Linked DNA regions of Pan troglodytes: all the other regions are linked to region 2. The links are chromatin contacts, called in public HiChIP or PLAC-seq and capture Hi-C maps. All regions are on one chromosome and are shown on one strand. Each heading gives the region's core, a stretch centred on a gene start, on an enhancer-like site or on the middle of the called end of the contact. The rest is flanking DNA. Distances are from core to core; before and after follow the strand shown.

Region 1 (3,329 bases), core at 690-3,189, 170 kb before region 2:
TCTTGCTCTCTAGTGTTCAGGTGTTCTCAATAGTAACATTATTTCCATCTTTCCAAAGAAGTCACACCGCTGAGAAGCTGCAGGAGAAGAGCCATTCCTCCACATGGCGCTCCTAAATCACGGCAGAGAAGGGTAAGCAAGCTAACAAAAACCAGGGCACAAACCATACACCGACGGAGGTAGGATCCCCAGAAACCACGTTACTAAGAGAAGAGCAGGGATTTTCTTGGGGTCATAGCACTCCACCAAATCCCAGGTCCAGAATACAACTTCCACTACACTCTAGGCCTGTAAACTAAAGCAACTAGAAGCTCCTAGTGCCGTGCAATCTCAGAAATCATAAGGCCAAAGAACAAGATATTCAGTGGGGTTAATGAAGAAAGCCTCTTTCTGAGCCCATCGTGGGCCTCAATGTTCTTCCTGTAAAATGGGGCTATAGCGTAGCTTGTATTGCTGGTTTAGTCCTGAGGACTTAGGTTAAAGGCGAAAAAAACTCAGAGCCTGGTATCTAGTAGGTGCATAATAAATGATAAGATGTCCATTATCGCTGCTGCTGGTAGTGGTGGGGGAGTGCGAACTGTCAGTCTGGTTAGGTCCAGCCTAATTCCCGGTCTCCCTGCAAAGCCCCTGCGGGCTATGCCGGGATGCGAATGCGGGGGGGGGCGGGGGGGGGGTGGAGGGGAGCGGCGCGAAGGGAGGGTGGGGGAGGAATTTCTGGAAAACAAACTTCTGGGCCTTCAGACCACTTACTTAGCAGGGCGCAGCCTAATCCGCGCTTGGCTTCGGAAGCCGCGACCGGGGTTGTCCCCTCTCCCCCCAGCTTTGGCTGCCGCCGCTGCCGCGTACCGGGCGGCCCGCCAAGCCCCCAGAGCCCCTGCGCTCTCCCTCCAAAGCAGGAGTGCGGGGGACATGGGATGAGGTCAACTTTCACTGGCCAGTCCCAGGTGCCTACGCCCCGCGCTGGGGGACAGGAGCCGGGAGACACCCCAGGAAGGGTCCTCTGCCCGCCGGCCCCCACGAAGAGGAAGAGACTCCGCGGAAGGGGGCGGGGAGGAGGAGTGGTCTGGCCGCTCCGGCCGGGATTTGCCTGGACTTGAAGACGCTCAGGAGCCCAAAGCTCGGAGAGCCTCCAGAAGGCTTCTCCCTCATTGGCCAGGAGTCCGAGGGAGCCGAGGAAGGATCCGCGGCCCTTGTGGGGGGGGCGGTGAGGCAGAGGGGGAGAGGGAGGGAGGAGGGGGAGAGGGAGAAGGAGAAGGAGGGAGAGGGGAGACAGAGGGGGGGAGGGGTGCCGAGGGCCGCGGCTGCCAGTTGATGCAACCCGGGTCCCGGGTTACGCGCTCGGCTTTCCCTCCCCGAGCCCAGGACACACCGACTCAGCTCAGGACAGCCTGAGGCTCAGACGCGGTTCGGGGTTCCAGGGAAGAGGGGCGTCGCGCGGCCGCCGCTTACCTCTCCGGGGCCCGAGTCGCCGACGCCGCCCGGGGCGAACCGCAGGTAGTCCTTGAGCTCTGCGCGGCACTCGGAGTCCGCCACGATCATGGTGCGCGCCAGGACCCGGTCGCGGCTCGCCGACGACCCGTGCACCCGAGTGGGTTTCGGAGGGACGCCCGAAGGAAGCCGGGACTGGGCGCCGCCGGGGAGCTTCTAGAACCCCGGGGCGTCTCTCGGGGCTCCAGAACGCTCCGGAATCCGAGAACGGCCGCTTTGGTGCTGGACTCTTCCCCCAGTCGGGCTTCGGGAACGGCGAACGGCCTCGGGGGCCTGGGAAGGGCCGCAGCGCAGGGGTTTTCACGGCCTCGGAAGTCCGCAGGGGCCAGGGCTGCTCGCGGACCCAGCGCTCCTCAGCATCCCCGCCGCGGAACTGCCAGCGCTCGCCGGGCTCTGACACCAGCAGTTCAGCCCGCTGCGGTCCCCGGGGGAGGGCGGGGACACAAAAGCCCGGCGGTCCAGCCAATCAGAGGTCTGTTTCCCCGGGGAGGCGGGGGAAACTCCGCCCCCTGGAGTCACGGGCTCCGCCAATCAGCACCGGGGAGCGCCCGGAATTCTGGGAGTTGTAGTCCGCCTCGGGTGAATGCTGCAAACTTTTGCAAGACGGTTTAGTCAGATCCCTGGCAACACCAGACGGCAGTGACAGCCCGAAGAGTCATTAGGGTTGCGTGATGAAAAGGGACTTCACTGGGCTAGGCCAAACAGCCGAGTGTGAAATCTCCTAAATGAATTCTTCATCTTTTCAGTTCCTGGAGGGACTGGCTAGGGTTAAGAGAGGTTTGGCTCGCGTCCTATCCGGTGCTGCTAATTATAGAACTGAACCCCAGATATTTAGAGGTCAGAGGGCACAACCCTGCTCCCTCTGGCCTCGGGGAAGCTCCAAAGATGCGAGACACAGGGAATTCACCTTATTTGTGGAGCCTCAGGAAAAGCCTTCATTCCTTGAAATGTCATTGGTAACTTCGTGTGGAACCTCAATCCCTATTGCTGGAAGTTTTCTTCCTTCTGCTACCCGTCCTGGCTTCCACCCCTGCCACCCTCCTCGAAACTTTGTAACAAGGTGTTCTGCTGGATCTTTGCTCACCTCTCCCTCTGGCCTTCTCTGACTCCTCTTTCACCACCCACTTCCTAAAACGTGGGTGCTTCCCCAGTTTCTGTTTTTACCCCTCTTCCCTCCAGACACTCTCCCTGATCTCATCCACTTCCTGGCCTTCAACTCGCCTCTTGCCAGAAAGTTGCCTCTACCAACACCTCAGCACCTCCAAGCTAAATTCATTTTCTATTCATTTCAAACGGAGCCTCTTCCTTCACAGTTTTCCTTCAGAGCTCCTTTTTTTGTTTCCATTTTAAAGTTATTGTTTATTCTAGACAGGGAATCCTGCCAGGGGTGAGGGTGGATAAGACCCCCAAGTCCCCCTCTGAGACTTCTAAGTCTAAGCTTACAATTCCAAAGATGAAACCGACTTGGTTTCCTGCCTCCAGATTCTTGGGAAAAAGCGATTAATCTCACCCTCCCTTGAGCTCCCAAGGCACTTGAGCTGGATCTCTTTTCACATGTATCACATTCTACCTAGTTTTTTTTGTGTTTTTGTTTTTTGTTTTTTAATAAATAGAGACAGGGTCTCCATATGTTGCCCAGGCTGGTCTCAAACTCCTGAGCTCAAGCGATTCTCTCACCTCAGCCTCCCAAAGTGCTAGGATTATAGGCATGAGCCACCATGTCCAGCCACATTCTGCCTTGTATTGTAATTTTATATGTACATGTTTTATCTGACCCTTTTTTCTTTTTATTAGTATTGTTTTTTAGAGATGGGGTCTAGCTCTGTCACACAGACTGGAGT
Region 2 (3,574 bases), core at 681-3,180:
CTGTCTCTACTAAAAATATAACAATTAGCTGGGCGTGCTGGCGGGCGCCTGTAATCCCAGCTATTCAGGAGGCTGAGGCAGGAGAACCCAGGAGGCAGAGGTTGCGGTGAGCCAAGATCAGGCCACTACATTCTAGCCTGAGTGACAGAGGGAGACTCCGTCTGAAAAAAAAAAAAAAAGATTGTGGGAAGGCAAGAGTATAAATAGGGCACTCACAGTCACTGACTGACTGGTTTATATCAACGGAGGCAGTAAATGGTCAGGTTGTGGACAGATTTTGAAGGCAGATCTTGCAGAACTTGCTGATGGAGTACATGTGGGATGTGAGAGAGGAGTTAAGGATCTTAGTAAATGATGTTGCTTAGTACATTGTTGTCATCGGAAGAGGTGATCAAATATGCAGTCAAAAAATGTAGAAAAATAGTTTTTTTCTGGATTTTGTTATTCGTGGTATTTGTGAGCTAATAAAAATGTTTGTAATTTTTCTCATTATAAAAGGTTCACTTTTATATCTAATATTGTATTTGTAATTTTGGATTTTTTTTTTTTTTTTTTTTAGACAGTCTCGCTCTGTTGCCCAGGCTGGAGTGCAGTGGCATAATCATAACTCACCACAGCCTCTACCTCCTGGGCTCAGTTAGGTGCGTGCCACCACACCTGGCTAATTTTTCTGGGTTTTTTTTTGTTGTTGTTTTGCTTTGTTTGTTTTGTAGAGACAGGGTCTAATTTTGTTGCCCAGGTGATCTCCAACTCCGGGGCTCAAGCAACCCGTCGACCTCGGCGTCCCAAAGTGCTAGGATTTCAGGCATGAGCCACTGTGCCTGGCCTTGATTATTTTAAAGAGGGCCCCCCAATTGAATAAACGTCAAGTCTCCACAAAGCCTGAATTCAACCTTGCTTCTAGCCCATACTTGGGTTGTAATTTAAAATTAACGAAACATTTAAGAATTTTGCTTCCGAAAACAGTGTGCACGAAGTGAATTGTAAGCTTAATATAATATTAAGAATAAACTAAATTTGGGGATAAAAAGATCACCTTGGGGCCAGGTGTGATGGCTCACGCCTGTAATCCCAGCACTTTGGGAGGCCAAGGGATCAACCGAGCTCCAGAGTTGGAGACCAGCCTGGGCAACATGGCGAAACCCCGTCTCTACCGAAAAATACAAAAATTAGCCGGGCGTGGTGGCGCGCGCCGGTAGTCTTAGCTACTCGGGAGGCTGAGGTGGGAGGATCACTTGAACCCAGGAGGCGGGGGTTGCAGTGAGCCGAGATCGCGCCACTGCACTCCAGCCTGGGCGACAGAGCGAGGCTCTGTGTCAAAAGAAAAAAAAAAAGGGATGGGCGCGGTGGCTCACGCCTGTAATCTCAGCACTTTGGGAGGCCCAGGCGGGCGGATCACCTGAGGTCGGGAGTTCAAGACCAGCCTGACCAACATGGAAAAACCCAGTCTCTACTAAAACTACAAAATTAGCCGGGCGTGGTGGCACATGCCTGTAATCCCAGCTACTCGAAAGGCTGAGGCAGGAGGGTCGCTTGAACCCGGGAGGCGGAGGTTGCAGTGAGCCGAGATCGCGCCATTGCACTCCAGCCTGGGCAACAAGAGCGAAACTCCGTCTCAAAAAAAAAAAAAAAAAAAAAAAAGATCACCTTGGGCTAGCCTCCCAAATGTCTTCCAAAACTTCCCACTCATTCTCCTTCCCAGTTTTTCTAAATCTACCAAATGCACCCAACACTTCTTACGTTCCTTTTAGCCAGGTAGGGATTACGCGCATTTTTAAAGACCGCCTTAAAAGTGAAGGTTGTACGGTCAGGACTGCCTAGCGCTCACCCAGAAGCTGCCTGTCTCCGAGGCACTGAGAGGGGCGTGGCCATGGGCGTGGCTCGCCGGGCCGGCGGAGTGGGCGGAGCCTAAGCGCTTCCCCGCCCGGTCAGACTCAACACATGCGCCCAGAGGTTTCTAGTGGAACGAGGTGTGGATTGTGAGGTGACTCTGGCCGCTTACTTCCGGTTCCTAGCGATGCGCATCCGGGTCACGCTAACGCCGCGGTTTCCTCCGCTCGATTGGTTCTACTGTGGGTCTGGACTGGTCTCCATGTCCTGTTGTGGGGCTTTTCCAGCCTTTGGGTGAGTCTCCGCTGCCAACAGGGTCTGAGCGCAGCCGGGCGAGCACAGCGTGAAGGGGGATGGGTCTAGAGTTCTGCCTCGGTCCTTGTGGGTGGGAGTCTCTTCGTCTGTCCCTTGTCCCTGCAGTGCTTCACTCACCTCAGCCCTTTCCTTCACGCTGGCCTCGCCTTACTCACCTCAGCTTAGCCTTCTCGCGCTTCCGTGCCTCTGTCGCCTCGCTGTTTTTCCTCAGCCTCATCAGTCCTTTTCCAACCTCGGTTTCTTGCCTTACGCCTCAGCGCTTCTCTCAGCCACTGCCTCTCCTTTTTTCTCCTCCTCCCTTCTTTTAGAACCTCTTTTCCCCTACCCCTGATCTGGGATCTCAGCGTTCTTTCACCCAGCGAGACGGCCCAGCTTCTCATTGTGCTCACTCTTCACCACGAGAAACTGAGCCTCTCCCTAGGGTCCTAGTTCCTTGTCCCCCAACTTTCTTCAGCTTTGATCCTTCCTCCTGGGACCAGTAGGTGACAGTGCTTCTCCTGGGGTTCTTCTGCCTGTCCTTAGCTAGAGGAGAGCTTTGCCAAAGCCCCGAAATGGGAAGACTTCCCCAGCCTGGGGGAAGTTTTGCCTTAAGGCGCCGGGTTAGACTGAACTCTGGTAGCTTCCATAGTTAGGGTACAACAAAGGCGTTCCTAGTTCTTCGCTTTACCTCAGTTTTGGGGCTCTCTCAAGAGCAGCTAACAGGTGGCAGGCACACGGTACTGCTAGCAGTTGGGCTGGCGCGATCTTGTTAATTGACAAGTCATGAGGACGTTCTGTCAGTTTTGTGTTCCCATGAGAATGGATGTGCACAGCTGAGGCAAAAATGCCAATGTTTTGGGACGTTCAGCTCTTGTTTTCGGCATGGACGTTTCTTACAGGACACTTGTGATGATAGAGGACAGAATTTGTGGAGAGATCATTAGCCCCAGATTTATGAATTTATTGTGTTGTTTCCGAAAAGTGGTCTGCTGAAGAGTTCACTATAGTAATTTCAAAGTAATCTTCTTTGAACTTAGTATGCACATATGCATTTTTTCATTTTTACTGTATTAAGTTTTCTATTTGTCTTCCTCTTCCTTCATTAGCCAGACTTTACTTAGAATTACATTACTTAGAAGTACATTACTTAGAATATTCTTCTAACTTTTGTATTTTTTTTTCCTTACCATTTCCACCTTTGTAGTAAAACTATCATTTTCTCATTTTGAGATTTAGGGCACCTTTCTTAAATTTCCCTAGAGGTTTAAAGTCATTTATAACATGAAGGAATTGCATTTAATAATGGTTAGTGCTCCCTTTCCCAAATTTTGTGATCTAGAGTATAGGCTTGGGTAATCTTTATTTTTTCCCGATGTTTATAGTGTGTATCTAGCACTCGAGTGCAGCGGTTTTTGTGTCATCAGTTTCTGTAATCTATAAATTGTGCTTT
Region 3 (3,559 bases), core at 357-2,856, 150 kb before region 2:
AGAAGAAGGCATCAAACACAGTTCACTGATGACAATTTATTATAATCTGTTAGTAGCACACAGACAAATGTTAGTTAAACCAGAACCATGTCTACACAGAAGTGGGCAATGACATGTGCCATTCTATGGGGAACTGTGTGCACTTAATCATCGTGTTTTAGCATTTTGATCTTCTGCTTATGCCGCTCAATTTCTTTCTGCAGACGCTCAATCTCCTTCTTATGATGAACGATTTCTTCTTCATGGTGTTTTTTCAAAGCTGCCAGTTGTTCTCTACTCTGTGCTCTACAAGGACACGGTGGCTCAGGGTTTAATTTCAACCCTTCACCCCAAAGAGATCTCAAAGCATAACCCGTAATGTCTAAGCAAGGAATAGGAGTCCCAATTCCATGGGAGTCTAGCTGGTCATCCTCTTCTACTCCTCAACTAGTGAAAGAATACCCCATCTTAAATTGAGGTGTAGCCATCTTAAGAAGACCAAAGAGCTTATTGCTTTCAGATTCCTCTTTAAAATAGAAAACTCCAGAGAGATGTGACACAAGTCCCTAATACCTTATGAGGGGAACAACCCAGGGAACTTGACTCCCCTTTAGGGAAAAGAAAAGGAACAAAATGAGGAAGACAGACAAAGGGGTGTAGCTAAAAGGCAAATATCCATTTCCTATTCCAATCTGTCTAGAGCTTTCTTTGCCTATAGAAATGAATGGCCCACTGTAAGGCCAATAAAGGGTCTCTTGCATGCGCAGTACTTGGCAGTTCAATTTAGGTTCCAAGAAGGGACTGGATTACAATGTTGGTTTGGTCACATTTAGGCCTCAGTTTTCCTTAACTACAAAATGTAGGGGCTCAATTAGATAGTCTCTAACGGCTGTACCTTGGCTCTCTATACGGTATGGCAGGTGTCATGGTGATAATTCTCAACAGAAGGCAGAAGTGAAAGGCCAAAGGACAAGCAAAAGCAAGATTAATTCCTCACTGCTCTCCAGAGTGGACAGAAGTCAGTTAAAGATAACTCAGGGCTGGCAAAGGGAGGCCCAGCCCACTCCATACTCCTAAGCAGGAGAGGGAAATCTACAGGTCTAGGCTGGGCTGAGTAGGGCAAAAGCCTTTAGAAGATGGTGTCCAACCATAAGTAGCTCCCATGACCAGCTCCCATCATCCTCACCCTTGCGGAGTCAGGGGTCTAGAAACACCTGAGAAGCCTGAATGCATGCAGGCTTGCAAAGCTAAGGCGTGCTGGCGAGGAAGGAGAGCGTAGAGGGGGTGACAGGTGGGTAAGGGCCGAGGGAGTCAGGCTGGGAGGCAAACGTTGGACGGTCGGATCTAGACACTGTGCGAAGAATCTGGGGGTGTTTCGCACGACCTGAGGAGAACTCCACGCGGGAGATGGTAATGATGAAGGAGGAGTTGAGCCGTGGGTTGTTTTGGAGACCCGCCGGTGGAAATGGTTTGGGGGCCTGAAACTGTTGTGCAGGGAACTGGGAGTGCCCTATACGTGGCAACGGTCGGGACATCAAGGGTTAGGGTATACTGGATTGGGGCCCGGGAGTTCTGTTGGGGGATGGGGCGCCCAAGGCACCAGGTAGGAACGGGTGGGGCGATTGGCAGTTTAAGGATTGGAAGGCCCTTGGGAGATCTAGGGCTGGACTTGGGACCCGGTGAGCCTCACCGGAAATATCGTTCCTCTTCAGCCTGCTCTCTCTTTCCGAAGGCCCCACCGGCTTCCCGGATGGAGCCCGCGCCCCGGTCGACATTCTCGGACTGCAGAGAGACAGGGACACTGGTAAAGGTACGGAAGCAAAGATGGGATCCGCCCGCGGGGCTGGAGCAGCGGACACTGCCGCAGCGTACCTGATCCGAGCCGAAGCCTCGGGCTTGCATGGTCCTCACGCCCCACACGCCAAGCCACGTCCGCGCCGCCAACGCCGTCACTGCCATTGCTGCTGGAGCTGCACCTCTGGCGTCTCTGCCGCAGCAAGCAGTCTCTCGTTACGCGCTAATGGCAGGGACGGCCAAGCACTCAATCTGGTCGACGCAGGGGCGGATGAACACAGGAATAGCGAATCACGGGAGAGCGGAGGCGGGCTTCCCGGAGCTCACAGCGAATCCCGAGCAAGAGACGGGTTTATTCTTAGCCAACCGCTAGCAAGGGCTTAGGGCCAAAGGACTGGAAAGAGGAATGATGGAGGAGTTTGGAGAGCTGAGTGAGGAGAGTGACGGAAGCCGAAATTTCGGCTCTTGGACCCATCAGAATGAGGCGTGGCGTCCACCTCCAGCCCACGATTTCAATTCTAAAGTCGTTATTATTCAAAGCTCAAAGGAAGTTTTCCCTTCCCTGGCCTGCTAGCATCAATAAAATGGGGGAATTCGGGGTTTGGGAGCTGTGTCCAGGATGCTGATGTCCAGGATACCGACGTCCAATGTGCCCTGGCTTAGATATACATAAATCGCGCTCATTTGTTATGAGAAGTGGCAGTGTTCTGGCTGGGCGCGGTGGCTCACGCCTGTAATCCCAACACTTTGGGAGGCCGAAGTGGGTGGATCACCTGAGGTCCGGAGTTCGAGACCAGCCTGGCCAACATGGAGAAACCCCGTCTCTACTAAAAATACAAAAATCAGCCGGGTGTGGTGGCACGCGACTGTAATCGCAGCTACTCAGGAGGCCGAGACAGGAGAATTGGCTTGAACCCGGGAGGCGGAGGTTGCAGTGAGCCGAGATTGCGCAACTGCACTCCAGCCTGGTGACAAAGCGAGACTCCGTCTCAAAACAAACAAAAAAAAGAAAACCCAAATTATAACTTGACCACCTCAGGCACAGTTTCCTAGGACCTCTTGAGGCTGTGTTTCCCCAAGCTATGGTCACTCATCTTGGCTCAGAATAAACCTTTTAAAAATATTTTAGTTTGTTTTTTTCGTTAGCAACATATTGTTGAATGGGCTTAATAACTGCACTTTTGGCAATGTGGTGCAATGCAGTAGAAAAGAGCAGGCCAGGTGCGGTGGCTCACACCTGTAATCCCAGCACTTTGGGAGGCCGAGGCGGGCAGATCACCTGAGGTTGGGAATTCGAGACCAGCCTGACCAACATGGAGAAACGCCATCTCTACTAAAAAAAAATATGAAAAATTAGCTGGGCATGGTGGCGCATATCTGTAATCCCAGCTACTCGGGAGGCTGAGGCAGGAGAATCGCTTGAACCTGAGAGGCAGGGGGTGCAGTGAGCTGAGATCACGCCACTGCACTCCAGCCTGGTCAACAAGAGAGAAACTGTCTCAAAAATAAATAAATAAAAATAAAAAATAAATTAGCTAGGCGTGGTGGCACATGCCTGTAATCCCAGCTACTTGGGAGGCTGAGGCAGGAGAATGCTTGAACCCGGGAGGCTGAGGTTGCGGTGAGCTGAGATCACGCTATTGCACTGCAGCCTGGGTAACAAGAGCGAAACTCTGTCTCAAAAAAAAAAAAAAAGGATAATTAGGAGTCTAGGGAAAGCTTGACCTTAACCTCCCTTCATCCATATAATGAATATGAACAAGACAACAGTAGTCTTTACTCTCAT

Evidence for each region. HiChIP or PLAC-seq counts read pairs in DNA pulled down with a chosen protein or histone mark. Capture Hi-C pulls out chosen DNA fragments and counts their contacts.
Region 1: a contact with region 2 is called in a capture Hi-C map of stem cell-derived neural stem cells, with 2.5 times the contacts expected there. The contact joins the promoter of SESN2 here to the promoter of EYA3 in region 2. A contact is called at or near these places in 1 of 1 datasets of contacts at active chromatin or transcription factors (stem cell-derived excitatory neurons) and 1 of 1 other capture datasets (stem cell-derived neural stem cells).
Region 3: a contact with region 2 is called in an H3K4me3 HiChIP or PLAC-seq map of stem cell-derived excitatory neurons, with 2.9 times the contacts expected there. The contact joins the promoter of DNAJC8 here to the promoter of EYA3 in region 2. A contact is called at or near these places in 1 of 1 datasets of contacts at active chromatin or transcription factors (stem cell-derived excitatory neurons) and 1 of 1 other capture datasets (stem cell-derived neural stem cells).

The regions. Positions count from the first base shown.
Region 1 is chr1:202,733,470-202,736,798 of NHGRI_mPanTro3-v2.0_pri, forward strand. It overlaps SESN2 (sestrin 2), which reads right to left and starts at 1,940. Exons shown (of 10, transcript XM_016957397.4): 1 at 1,450-1,940. The coding sequence starts at 1,539.
Region 2 is chr1:202,904,696-202,908,269 of NHGRI_mPanTro3-v2.0_pri, forward strand. It overlaps EYA3 (EYA transcriptional coactivator and phosphatase 3), which reads left to right and starts at 1,931. Exons shown (of 17, transcript XM_016957345.4): 1 at 1,931-2,124.
Region 3 is chr1:202,756,398-202,759,956 of NHGRI_mPanTro3-v2.0_pri, forward strand. It overlaps DNAJC8 (DnaJ heat shock protein family (Hsp40) member C8), which reads left to right and starts at 1,607. Exons shown (of 11, transcript NM_001279783.1): 1 at 1,607-1,789. ATP5IF1 (ATP synthase inhibitory factor subunit 1) reads right to left here and starts at 2,089. Exons shown (of 3, transcript XM_003338984.7): 1 at 1,852-2,089; 2 at 1,670-1,761; 3 at 22-285. The coding sequence starts at 1,938. The coding sequence ends at 144.